Linked DNA regions of Sus scrofa: region 1 is linked to region 2. The links are chromatin contacts, called in public Hi-C maps. All regions are on one chromosome and are shown on one strand. The core of a region is the stretch at or near the end of the contact, and the rest is flanking DNA. Distances in the headings are between cores, read along the strand shown.

Evidence for each region. A called contact is a pair of places that touch in the nucleus more often than the background predicts.
Region 1: a contact with region 2 is called in a Hi-C map of skeletal muscle, with 4 times the contacts expected there. The contact joins two enhancer-like sites. A contact is called at or near these places in 1 of 47 Hi-C or Micro-C datasets (skeletal muscle) and 1 of 2 datasets of contacts at active chromatin or transcription factors (skeletal muscle).

What each region holds. Positions count from the first base shown.
Region 1 is chr16:74,686,657-74,693,622 of Sscrofa11.1, reverse strand. All of the region lies in intron 2 of ADCY2 (adenylate cyclase type 2), which reads left to right. Among named protein-coding and RNA genes, the nearest start is that of ADCY2, 40 kb to the left of the region's middle. Within about 2 kb of position 2,537, at least 1 of the 83 cell types and tissues checked has an H3K27ac peak or open chromatin away from gene starts, as enhancers often do. A contact at or near this core is called in skeletal muscle, where this site is marked.
Region 2 is chr16:74,550,506-74,557,448 of Sscrofa11.1, reverse strand. All of the region lies in intron 3 of ADCY2 (adenylate cyclase type 2), which reads left to right. Among named protein-coding and RNA genes, the nearest start is that of ADCY2, 180 kb to the left of the region's middle. Within about 2 kb of position 4,533, at least 1 of the 83 cell types and tissues checked has an H3K27ac peak or open chromatin away from gene starts, as enhancers often do. A contact at or near this core is called in skeletal muscle, where this site is marked.

The sequences.
Region 1 (6,966 bases), core at 1,288-3,787, 140 kb before region 2:
TCAGCAAGAGAAAGACAAATACGTATGATACTGCTTACATGTGGAATCTAAGCCATGGAACACGTGAACCTATGCACAGAATAGAAACAGACTCACAGACATGGAGAACAGGCTTGCGGTTGCCAAGGGGAAGGGGGAGGGATGGACGGGGAATTTGGATTTGGTAGATGCAAACTGTGACACTGAGAATGGGGAAGCTATGCAGTCCTTCTGTGCAGCACAGGGAACTAGATCCAGTATCTTAGGATAGAATAGGATGGAAGATAATTTAGGAAAGGCATTTATATTTATGCAGGACTGAGTCACTTTGCTGTACAGCAGAAATGAACACCACATTGTAAATCGGCTGCACTTCAGTAACAAACAAACTTCCACCGTTGGCGCGTGCAGTAAACAAAATTTAACTCCAAGTTTTAAATCGCAGGCTTGAGAAGTTAGTCCTAAAACTGTGGAACTCCAGGAAGAAAGCATGAGAAAAGACCTTGCTTGGTACCCCTGGGTTAGAAAGCGATTTCTTGACTCACCGCAAATTGTCAGCTTTGGAAGAAAAAGCCCTAATCAATATGATTTGATGAAAATGTAAAACGTTTACTATTCAGATGTACTGTTATGAAAATGAAAATGCAAGCCACAGCCGGAGAAGTTGTTACAAGGCATCTATCTGGAAAATCACTTGTACTGAGGGCATAGAACAGACTCTTATGACTCAATTATATCTTGATAAGCATACAATTAGTGTTATGAGGCTTTCTAGTACACAAAGAATGATTTCCATACTCCACTCCAAAGTATTGATACCGTATCTCAAATAGGAGGTATGATTCCCATTTTAAACTTGGAAAACAAACAAACACTCGGAAGCTTGAGATATAAAAAGAGGCTTTGGGAGGTATGGCAGATCCCAGGCTGGAAGGCATTGGTCCAGCCTTCTTTCCTTTCAGATGAGCTGACTCATCAGCTCCTGGCCGGTTCCCCTCCAAGCCTTTATCTTGGTGAAAAGAAAGGAAAGGTCTTTAAGGAGAGTGAAGTTACTGAGATGTTGTAAGACAGTGGTGGTGTTGCCATTTTTATCATGTCTAAAACGAAGACTCCTTGAGCAAAGATTTATTGCCTATTCAATTTTTTTTTTGAAAAAAAGATTGGAATATCATTTGCTGAGTCTGGTGAAATTCAGTCTCTATTCAGCGTGTTGCTTAAAGTAATTTCTTTACTTTGAACATGGTGCACACATAAATGCCTAGGTCACCAATTTATGTTTTCTTTAATGCTCTTGATATGAAAAAAAGTACCTTTACTACCAATTTTGCCTCCTGATGGGGGATGTAACTAAAGAGCCAGATATCTAAGATGCTAGCGCAGATGCATTACGCTAAAAATTGCGAAGTGATGAAATAACTTTTTTTTTTTTTTGTAGACAGATGAGACAGATTCCTTGTAGAAGGAAATACTGAGGGTTTATTATAATAAAATAAAAATAACTTTATCATATTGGGCCTGATAAAGATTAATAGAGCAAAGAAAGGCAAGGGAGAATTCAGAAGGCGACCTGTCTTATGTGGCAGAGGCAGAATTAAAACTTAGAGAGGGTGGACTGGACTGATTCAGTAGGTGACAAAATGAATTCATGAAATAAATGAGCAAAAGAAGGAAATTGGTTTTTCTTATGAAAAAGTCAGATTCCTACTTATTCCGCATAAAAATATGAACTCTCGATGGGTTAAAATCTAAAGAGGAAAAGCAGGCCATTAAGATTTTCTTACAACTCTAGAGGGAAGCCTCTTTAAAACATTGTGTAGGGAAGGGTTTCTTAAATAAGGCATGAAGAAAAAAAAAAAAACAGGTTTTTTTTTTTTTAATTATGAGAGAAAATTGATCAAGAAAGGAAAGACCTATCCCAATTATTTTTGTTTATTTGGAGATGCTCAAGAAACACCCTTCCATATGTGCCTAAGGAGACATGTAGATGAATTGGTTGGGATCAGGGAATTACAGTATTTTATTCAGTGAAATACTAAATAAGAGTCCAGTGAGTTAATAGTTCTACGTAATATCAACACGGAGACACTTGGGAAGCGTAGTGCTGCGTGCATGGAAAAGGAAGTTGCAGGATGATGCTAATTTGATAAGCATCTATTCTTTGAGTATTTACAGATGCAAGTATTAAAAGAATTAAAAAAAAAACATGAATGAGAAGAAAAATGTACTGATTTGCACCTGTTGGTTTTTTACAGGGAAGGAGCGAAGATAATGAGGGGGAGACTTCAGCTGTAACTTTCTCAGTGTGTGTGTGTGTGTGAGTGTGAGAGAGAGAGAGATAAAGATACCCTGTGTGAAAAAGTAAGATTGAAAGCTAATATGCCGTAACGTTCAGTGTATGAGGCATGCTCATGGGAGGCTGTCATCTTATGTGTTGTACTTTTAAGAATTCTGTTGTGTTATTTTTGTTGTTGTTTTTGTGTGTGTGTGTGTGTGTGTGTGTGTTTTGGCTGCACCCATGGCATGTGGAAGTTTCCGGGCCAGGGATCAAACTCATGCTGCAGTTGTGACCTGCACCACAGCTGCAGCCATGCTCGATCCTTAACCTGCTGCTGTGCAAAGGAATGTCCTGGTTTTAATAGTGTTTTACATTTTAGAGTAAAATTTTGAAAAAAAAAAAAAGAACATCAGTTATGCCTTTGACCTGGATTTGCTGCTCTGGACTGTGGGTCCCAGCCCAGCTTTTAGAGTCCGACCCACTTGTGGGTCTCCCAGTGGCTCTGAGCGGGTTGGCTGTCTCTCCTGCTGCTTCCTGTCCTGCAGTCTCTGTGGCGTGATTGTTCAGATCATGGAAAAACAACCCTTCTTTTTAACCTGAATGTGTGCGATTGCTAGTTCTAATAAAACGTGTTCTATTTTTCAAACTTTCGAAATACTGTTTCTTGAGCACTCTGCACATGCCAGGGAATCTAATACTGAGCGATGGTAAGAGCTGTCACCGCATCCATATTTAACAGGGAATGAAGATGCATTCAAAAGGTTCAAAGAATGTGATGACTTAAGAGAAATAGCTAGAGGGTGATATCATTACATTTTCTTGGAATAAATACTTGGGGTATTAATTAATGGCCTCAGCCTTAAATTCTGTAAAGTGATTGTTATTAATATTTGAATATTAACTGTTTTCTTTGGTTCCCAACTATTCAAAAAAAAAAAAAACCCAAAAACCTCAAACTGTTGACAAAATATTTGGGAATGAAGGATTAAAATGAAGGCAGCTTGGTCTTCGAACTTTACATATGCATGTTGTTGAGTTCGATATGGTTGTATTTTCGACAGTTTTTTTTTCTTCATTGCTTTTGAGGGCCCCCCTGCAGCATATGGAGGTTCCCAGGCTAGGGGTCAAATAAGAGGTGCATCTGTGGGCCTACACCCCAGCCACAGCAATATAGGATCTGAGCCCCATCTGTGACCTACACCACAGCTCAGGGCAGTGCAGGATCCTTGACCCACTGAGCGAGGCTGGGGATCAAACCCACATCCTCATGAATACTAGTCAGGTTCTTAACCCACTGAGCCACAGTGGGAACTCCAATTGACAATTTTTTTTTAAATTGACCTATAATGATCGTGCTTGTAACATTAGCATGGAAGAATTGAATGAAATATCTGTAGATTGATTCAAGCCCTGCCGTTCTCTTCCATCAGTGACCTTCCGCCTGCCTTCTTTTAAGGTACGTGCTTTCCTTCAGACCACAGTCAGTGTGCTGAATGCAGAAACTTGGTCAACATCTAATGCTTTGCATTCCAGATTCTCTTCATGCTCCATGTCTTCGAAGAAGATGAAACTCAGCATCTAGATACATATCTTTGTCCCTATTAGAGATGCGAAGACACCAGGGCTCAGTAGGGTACTTTTGGATGCCTTGCACTCTTAAGTTGTGCACATGAACTCCAGTGGTTGCCTTAGACACTGAAAGCTTTATAGTTTGGAGGGCATCTCTCTGCGGGCTTCTGGTGCAGCCCCTAAGCTTTCATCTGGTTATTTGTGAGCTTCACAGTAGGGAGAGCACAGAAATTCTAGATCTCACCGGGTGGGGCTTGGGGGGGGGTCCCTCAAAGTCGAGGCCCACGTATTGTGATTTTAAACAGCCGCTTGTCTCAGCCAAGATCACGAGGGTGTCTGCCCTGTTCGAGGGCGGCCTGGGTCCAGGATCTCTTTCATAGCCCTCGGGATGATCTGAGTGTGGAGGATTCAGCCAGTTTCACCCAGAATACCAATTTATGGTTTTATTGCTGTTTAGAGAGTACTCTTCTCTGCCAACCAAGATACCTTCTTTCTGGTGCTAGGTTTCCTGGGAGACCATTCAGTTGGGTGTGTGTTGAAGATCAGATCAGAACAAAGCAGGTTATGGGCGCTCCTTGGGTATTTTATTCAGGCTGCAGCAGAGTCTGAGGAATAGCTCAGTCGCACAATGAGGTCATTGCTGTTGGCAGGTTGTGTTGGGCAAAAGTCTTGGCCTCTGTTGCTTGGAGATCCTCAGGACCAGTTTCAGTGTCCTGCTGATACTCTCAAGTGAACCGATGTAAGGTCCCCTATGGAAGTGAGGTCCAGGGAAGAGGACGGCTCTTTGGAATCCGAGCATTATTTCCTCCCACTGGAGGAAGACCCAGGCTTGGTTTCGGCTGACGTCATCTCCTCTGGATGCCCCTTCGCTCTCTGTCTAACCCACGCCCGATGCGGGAACCCGCCCTTTTGCCATCTGACATCATGGAATCTCCAGCAGAACCTGGAGACTGGGCCCAGTAGGGCTGGTTCAGGACAGAAGAAAGGCCATTTCTAACCTCTGGAAACACTACCATTGCATCTAAGCCATTGCTTAACTAAATAAATACACTTTCCTGTAAGGGGTTAGAAGATTTCTAACCGATTCCAATTGGGGGAAAAAAAAAGGAGTCCTGGGAGTAACAGGGGCTGTGTTGACAGCGAAGGTCTGTCTCCGTTTGGGTTTAGACCAGCGCACATGCGTGATCAGCAATGGGTCCCATGGTGGCCACATGTGGCTCTGGTGTCACTCATAATCCTGAGATGCTTCTGCCCAATGAGACCGAACCACAGAGACTCCAGCACTTATAAATAATCTCCTCTGGTCGGCAGGTAGTTTCCCCCCCAGCGGTGATGAAGTGACTTAGTAATGATGAATTTCTGTAGGTAAAGGCTCATGTGAAAACTTTGGAAGCCCTTGGAAGTCTTAACGTTCTTCCCTTGGCCTTGAGCAGAGTCAGCATGGACTAGAAACACAGATAATCTGTTAGTTGCCGCTTCCAGATTTGCGAATTGCCTACAAGCTAAGATGTGTTTGTAACCCCAGATGGGGAGTTGAGGTCATTCATGGACATGCGCAGAGCGGTGGAAATCTGAGCTCCCCCTTGTGCTGTGTTTAGCTGAGCTGGAGCAGGCATTCCTCTGCCGCCTGGCTTCAGCTCCCACTGTATGCAAGTGTCCTCGGGATTTATTCAGTGCCACATTATTTTATCTTTTGCTGCTTTGTGTTGATGAGTTCACTGCTTAAAAACCCTTCAAGCATCTTGTTGACGTGCTGTTTGGTGTTCCTAATTACAGGAAGGCAGCGATGTGCCTTCAGGAGAAAATATATGTTAGAGAAGCTTCATTCAGGCACGAGCTGGAGATGTTGGCTGTGAGAGCAACGTCAGTGAATCAGCAGTAGCTAGGAACTAAGGTCCCTTGAACAGAAATACAGCAAAACAAAGTTATGTATTGATTGGTTGATGAAAATGCTGTGACCCGGGGCTGCAGGGCCCCGGCTCGTAGTTAATGGTTGCATACTCACTCGTTCAGTGTTCCTTGTGTGGCATAGCCATAGCTATGGAAATAAGGAGGGGTCACCTTACCGTGGGAGGGCGAGCAACAGCAAGGTCAGTGTCATAGCCCATGGCCCTGGCACTGGGACTGCTGGCTTCAGGTTTCGGCCGCTCCCATCACCTTTTCCGTTTCCATGTGTGCTGAGTTGAAATAACACGTGCCTGGGCTTTGATGATTCTGTGAGCTGTTTTTTTTTTTTTTTGGTCTCACTCAGTTTCAGCTCCTTGTTGAAATATTGTGAAGTGATGATGGCGTTTGAAAACCAGAAAAACAGGCCCAGGTGAAGGATCGAGCCGTTCCAGAATGAACGTTCAAGAAACAAACGTCCTTTGGTCAGAATGTGCTTGATGAGTGATCCTCGCTGTTGGTGGTGACATCTTTAGCAGCTGGTGCATCTGGCAGCCTGTTTGACTGCAGGTGCCCAACTGGGTGACCTGCTGTCCCAGAGTGCTCCTGGGCCCCTGAGAGACAGCGTATGAAGGTGGCGTTTGGGGGGTGCTTCTGTGATGGGAAGGGGCACCGTATCCAGATCAAACTCTTGCCCCTTCCTCAGCGAGTGTCTGGGGACACCCTTGGGCATCGAACTGTTACTATTTCAGAGCCTTTCTGCCTTCAGGAGGGACTGTTTCTGTCTCTGCAGTGTCATTTAGGCAGGAAAGAGACCCTCTAAGGGGGCAGTTGGGATCAGATACTACAGCCCTGCTTTGTAGGTACCTGCAGTGGGAGTGCTGATTTCCACCTTGCAGAGGGCTGCAGGAACTCAGGCAAGAGAGGTGGTAGACCTGTGGCAGAATTCTTGTATATAGTGCCTTTTGGCTACCATTTCACAAAGAACTGTAGGTGCTGGGTTACTAAAGTGCTCACACACATGCGCGCACACACACACACACTCACGGATATGCATCTCCTATACATACTGAAACCTCATTAATATCAACTCTTCTTCATTAAAAGACACATCATCCATTAGGCATCCACAGAATAAAATGGCATAATTATGTTGCTCTCGATGGGAAGGTATCTCCAGGGGAGTTGTGGCAGGGCCTATATTTGGTACAGAAATGAGCCTGATGGTACGAGATGCTACAGGGAAAAAAATCCATGGC
Region 2 (6,943 bases), core at 3,284-5,783:
TCTTGAGTTTGATCTCTCCATTTGGCGTCTTCGCTACTGGGTTGGGAGGCACTTAAATGACACACGCTGTTTTCTTTATTAATTTAAGAGTTTTAGTCTCGATTTGATTTTTACTTTCCTTTAAGTCAAAAGCATTGAATCTTATTATAACTGTGATGCACATGGTAAAAAAAAAAAAAAAAAATCAAAGCACAGGAAAAACAGAAGTCTGTCACTCCTGAGCCCAGTCTCCCTGACCAGAGTTCCGCCTCCCTGTACCTTCCTGGGAATGGGTGGCATTCACTTTAGAATTCCCTGAGTCTCAGAGTTCCCACTGTGGTACAGCATGTTAAGGACCTGGCATTGCTGCAGCAGTGGCATAGGCCACAGCTCTGGCTTGGATTCAGTCCCTGGCCCAGGATCTTCCATGTGCTGCAGGTATGGCCAAAATAGAAAAGAGAAAAAGCAAAACAAAATAGAATGCCCTGAGTCTCATGTGGCGCTGCGGACCTGGCGGGTGGGAGCTGACAAAAACCAGCCTGGACAACTTCATGAGTGAGGCCCCTTCTCTTAAATTAAAAACAGATGTAGAATCAGTATTTAGAAGGACAATAATTTAAAAATATGATTTCATTGTATGTTATGGATGAGTAAGGGAGAGATGTGGAGAAGAAAGAGCAAATTAAAAGGGAATATAAACACAGGAGCATAGGCATCCCCTGGTGGTGCAGCAGGTTAAGGATCCAGTGTTGTCACTATTAGGCCACAGGTTCAATCCCTGGCCCAGGAACTTCTGCGTGGCTTAGGCACAGCCAAAAAATAAAAATAAACACAGGAACATAGAGGAGGATATAAACACATTTAGAGGAAGGAGTTATTAGGGGTTAAGCTGCCAGGAGTCCGGAACTACTCCTTCTCTTTCCATCCTCCCACTAAAGGGGCCGTGACAGCACAGTAGTTTTATTAAATTACTATGGCAATACTAGCCAATGCAATTAGTCAAGAGAAAGAAAAAAAAACTGTAAAAATTAGGAGGAAAGTTGAACTTCATTATTATTGTATAATGTCTATTACTGCTGTTGCAAATAATATGTTGTTATCAGAAAAACCCAAGAGAATCAAGGAAAAAATGATTAGACGCAAGAAAGGAAGTTATTGAGGCTTTCCTTATTTCAGTAACCCTCCAAAAATGGTAGCAGAAGAAAGGATTCTACTGGAAATATCTAAAAGTGTACAATACTCCAGAATAAATTAATAATAAAAATGAGATATAGAAGAAAACTAAAATACTTCGCTGAGAAATTTTTAAAAATCCAAATAAATAAGGAATGGGGGGCATGCCATGATATTGGGTGAAAACAGTAAATATTATTTAACAAGGTCAGCCTTTACCAAATTCATTTATGTTACCATGCAGTTAGGATCCCAGTGAACATTTTTTTTGATAATCGTGTTAATCTGCTCAGCTGCCCTAACAAAATACCTTCAACTGTGTGGCTTAAATGGCAGAAATTTATTTTTTCACTGTTCCAGAGGCTAGAAGTTCGAGCTTAGGATGCTAGCATGGTCAGGGGTTGGTTTTTCCGTTATCATGAGAGCTCTTCTTGAGGGCTTGGAGAGATGCCAGAGGTCTTGGCATCTCTTCTTATGAGAGCACCAATCCCATCAAACCAGGACTCAGCCTACCTGACTTCCCAGTGGCTCCATCTCCAGTACCATCCCATCGAGCGTAGACCATTCCAATAGGAATTCAGGGGGAAGGGGACCCAAACATTCAGTCCATCATAGTAATTTGATTAGATAACCATGTATTGGATTTAGAAAAATAAATGAGGAATAATTTCCAGTGAAATTTACCTTTTCATTTATGGGTTCAATACTCAGATCAATGAAATATTATCATGGTTGACAAATGTTTTCTGCAAAGGGCCAGACAATCTTATTTTTGGTGTTGGGAGCCAAACTATCCATCTCTGGGATAGCACAAAAGTGACCATAGATAAAATACGAACAACTGAGCATGCTGTGCTCCGGTAAAACTTTATTACACTGAAATTTGAAATGTGTATAATTTTCATGTGTCATGAGATACTGGTTTTTCCCCCTCAATTGTTTAAAAATGCAAAAGTAAGTCTTAGCTCAAGAGCAAGCTGTAAAACACAAACGGCTCACCTGATTGGGCCCATGGGCCATAGTTTGACAACCCCTGGAACAGAAAAAAAGAACACGGAAACAGATACTAAGACACACAAGGGGAGTTCCCATCTCGGCTCAGCGGTTAACGAATCTGACTAGCACCCATGAGGACGCAGGTTCAATCCCTGGCCTTGCTCAGTGGGTTCAGGATCCGGCGATGCCATGAGCTGTGGTGTAGGTCGCAGACACGGCTCGGATCCTGTGTTGCTGTGGCTCTGGCGCAGGCCGGCGGCTACAGCTCTGATTAGACCCCTTGCCTGGGAACCTCCATATGCTGCAAGTGCGGCCCCAAAAAAGCAAAAAAAAAGACGCACAAGGAATTAAGACGATATAAAGGCAGCATCACCCACCAGGGACAATGATAAAGATTATTCAGCAAAGAGGGTGAGAAACTGGCTACATAATTGGGGTCAACAGTGTATCAAACCTTTACCTTCCAACAGCAACCAAAATAAATCCCAAATGAATAGAGAAGTGCGAACAAATAAATAATGAAGGAAACCTTAGTGACTCTCTCGTTTTGTAGGGAGGACGTCATTTCTGAGCCTTCAGGGGACTCGCTCCCTCTAGACCCAAACTTCTGCCCCATCTTCCCGGGTGTTTTTCTCAGGTGTCCTCCGGCAGCTGAATGGAGCCTCGGAGAAAGGTTCCCCTCGGGTTCTTCCGGTGGGGGCGGAAACCACATGATGCAACCCCACCTGAGGCTCCAGGCCCTTCTTACCCTGTCGCTTGGAGGAAGCACCTTGGAAGCCTTTCTTAACCCCAGATATGTTAAGACCATCCAAGGAAGTAAAGCAGGAGCCAAGCCAGGTTAAATGGGTACTTTCAGGACGGATTCCAAAGGCCCCTTGGGTATAGACCTGTTCCCTCCTACCTGCATGCAGAGGCATCAGACACTGTTGGGTCATGGACTGTGTGGCGGATACGATGGGCCTGGCTGCTCGGGAGGCTGAAATCCCATGTCCGAGTGAGTCTTTAGACTCCATCTACTAAAACCAAAATCAAAGCTGACAAGAGCTACTGGAAATGAGATAAAAGGAAATGAGTCATTGAAGGAGTCACTGCTTGAACCCAGTACACAGGACAGCAAAAGGTGCTGATGTAAGAAGAGGTAGAAGGAAGGTAAATGGAGGGCAGAGGATAGGTGAGTAGAGACTATTCATTGATACTGGAAATCTTTTAGTTGCGCCATTTAATTTCCTTGACTCAGAAAATGCCAGAAGCAGGTTTTGACAGATGTACCAGCGAACAGGATAAACTGAGGGCAAACTGCAGCCAAATTAGATTGTATTGAAATTTTGGCTCTCTTTGAAAAGTTGTGTTTTTAAAAATAGTTGTATAGTCCAGTAAGCAAGAATCCCTTATGTTCTCTTTATTCAAAGGAATGTTTTAAAAATTGGGGGTTTTGGAGTTGCCATTTTGGCTCAGTGGGTTAAGAACCTGCCTAGGATCCAAGAGGATGTGGGTTCCATCCCTGGCCTTGCTCAGTGGGTTAAGGATCTGGCGATGCTGCGAGCTGTGGTGTCGGTCGTAGATGTGGCTTGGATCCTGCATTGCTGTGGCTGTGGTGTAGGCCGGCAGCTGCGGCCCTAAAAAGATTAAAAAAAAAAATGTGGGTTTTGTGTTTGTTTGCATTTGGGAAAAAATGAATTGTTCATTTGGGACCACACAAAGGAAGCAAGATTTTTTTCTTTGAAGATTGTTTAATAATTTAAGAAAGTGTTACTTGTCTTTCATCATCAGAAAAGGTGAAATATTGTACAGAATATTTGACAGGGCCATGGTATATTTTAATAATGGTGCTGAAAGATATGAATGCTATGGTGTGGATAAAGTCGGCCCACAGAAACCTTCCATATAAATACAGTTACGTTTAACATATGTGAAAAGGAGTGTAATATGTTTTCATTTCTGGGCATTTAGAAGGTTGGGTATTAACTTATCTCAATTATGTATTATGTATATTTATATATTCAGTACTTTTATTAGGTTTATTACCATAAACTATTTCAGTTTTTCTTTCCTGTTTTACCACTGGTAACACAAATAGCATTCCAGCCAAAGAAAAATTGGTTATTATTTGCATCTGTGGTCTTTTTTTAAAGGGAATTCAGTTTGACCGTAGTGACCTCACCACCTTCAGAATTAGAGTAGGAGGTAAATTTGCTTTCTTTTTTTTTTTTCACAAAAAGTTTTTCCTTTAATATTCTCACATCCTGTTTAATGGGAAACAACTAAAATGTTATGTAACCAGTCCAGTAGATAAATTTTAACTGTGGGTCTTTCAGATGATATCATTTTTCTTCCAAATCTGCACACACTCGTGTGATGTTTCAAAAGTAGATCGTTAGTAGATCTTGGAGGAGAGGCTGCAGATGATGCAGATCCAAATGCAGCAGCAGCTGTTTACCCTTTCACATTCTCATGAGATTATATATGGAAAGAAAATATTTACTGTAGTATCTTTTGCTGGTTCTCTAGTTAGATTTGTTGGCCACTCCTGCTGCCTCTTGGTCAAGTAAGTCTGTCTCCCTGCTATTCTTTGAAGGCCGTGAATGTGATGTAGAAATCTCTAAATGTTGCCCTTGGAGTAAGATTTCTGCGGAACACTCAACAATTGTGAAGGTTTCCAACACAAGGCAGCGCCAGGACTGGCCTGGTAGTAAAAGTTTGGGGTGAAGACATGTTCTGCTCTTTCTGGGGCAGGAGGTACATTTTCAGAGGCTCATCTTCTCAGCTTTCGATTGTGCTTTCTGGCCATTTGAATTGCCTTGTCTTTGATGTGGCTTTTTACATCTTTCCCTCTACAGTGGTTTTCAATTTGTAAAAGAGATATATATTATATATTAATAATTATATACTGATATATATAATTATATGTATTTTATGCTTAATTATAATGTTCCTGTTAAAGAATATTAATCTATTTTATTTTTAATATGTGTTGCCAGTTTGCCCACCTAAGCCTATTATTGGTCTTCGTTTATAGCAGCTTTTACGGTGAGCCTTCAAATTTTAGGCACTCCCTGGAGGACGTTACGCTTAGTGAAATAAGTCAGGCAGGAAAAGACAAACACTGTATATTATTACTTATATGTGGAATCTACAGAGTAAAACAAACGAATATAACAAAATGGATCTAACAGAGAGAGCGGACTAGTGTTTAGCAGCGTGGGGAGGGAAGGCGGGGGCGAGACGGGGGTAGGGGATCACGAGGTACAAACTCCTATTTATAAAAGAAATAAACAAGGACATATTGCACAACACAGGGAATATAGCCAGTGGTATAAAAATATCAAATCGCATGTGGTAAACCTAAAATGAACATGGTGCTTTAAGGCACCTGTATTTTAAATGTTTTATAATTAGACCCGCAAACCTGGCCCTTTTCCTGTATCGTCACTAGGTTTCCATCTTATTTAGAAAAGCTTTTCCCATTTCCAATAGTTTGTAAAGGGTCTCCTGAATATTTATGAATGTATTTTTGTGTTTTAATTCAAATATCATCCATCTGGAAATCATTTTAAACATTACGAGGAAAGACTCTGGCAGTGTTTTCTTCCAAATGGAAGTGGATGTCTTTGGATCAATTAAAAATAAGATTCTGTCGTGAAAACGGTTATTAATATTTAGTAAACTCATTAAAGAATAGGGTCAAACTCATTAAAGAATATAGGTCCGCCCCTGTATTAAAAGAAAGCACCATTTCATTGAAAGACGGAAAATGAAATCGGAAGAAATGGCAGCGGGGCCTGTGCTCCCGAGGGGAAGGCGTGGAGATCCAGCTGTGTCCATCCCGCCTCTGCTTAACATGCAATCCCAAACTCATAATCATCTTTTCCTGGGACTGGAAAAAAAAATGATAAAAGAGAAAAATGAAAGATCTTGAGAACCTCTAAAAAGTCATAAAATAAGTAAAAGAGCAAGGGAGAATTTGCTTACCTGTTTATATAACTCTGTGAAGTCAGAATTGGAACTGCACAGAAACTAGCAGGTCAGTAAACTGAACAGAGATTGCACAAAAAAAAAAGGAAAAAATTAAAGGAACATGTTAAATCAGAGATTTTTTGAAATGAAGCAAATGTGAACAAAAATTCTACGCTGCATCTGGGACCAGGTGAATGTAAGAACATCCTATATTAATTATGTAGGACACTAAACATACCCCCCAACAGAGGGACCCCTATAAAATAGTAGCAAAGTGTAACTTCTTTGGAAAGGTGAACTTAAAGAGAAGACGTCTTTCTGGTAAGTTTTGATTTTCCATGTTGTGAGATAAAATGCATAGCTTGAGATTACATGTTACTCACGTTTCCTAGTTAGATGGTACTGGCTCTAAACCTTTTTAATCAGAGAGATAAAATGCAGGTTTATTGGGATGCATTTGAGATGGGTTTGGGCACCAGCAGCAGCTCGCTCCCCTTGGGGATAAGCATCCTTCTTCATTTATTACATCCTAGGGCGGCATTCATCTTGACCTTGACTGTTACTCATAAAATCAGTCATTTGTTAGTCTTACACAAAAGAGAGTCAGTTTTATCAGCAATGTCTCCCTACTGTAAGAGGAGAGCCTTTTTTCCATAAAATACGGGAGTTATCTGTGTTTGTTATGGCAGTGTAAACAGTTCCAGAGCGGACCATGGTTCTGAGAGGGGGTAGAGTTGGGACTTAATTTCATGGACCATGAACCTAATAGATCTAGAAGCAACACCAGGACCAAGAGGCAGAGAGATGCCTTGAGACAGAGGGCTAAAGGCTTCCTGGTTGT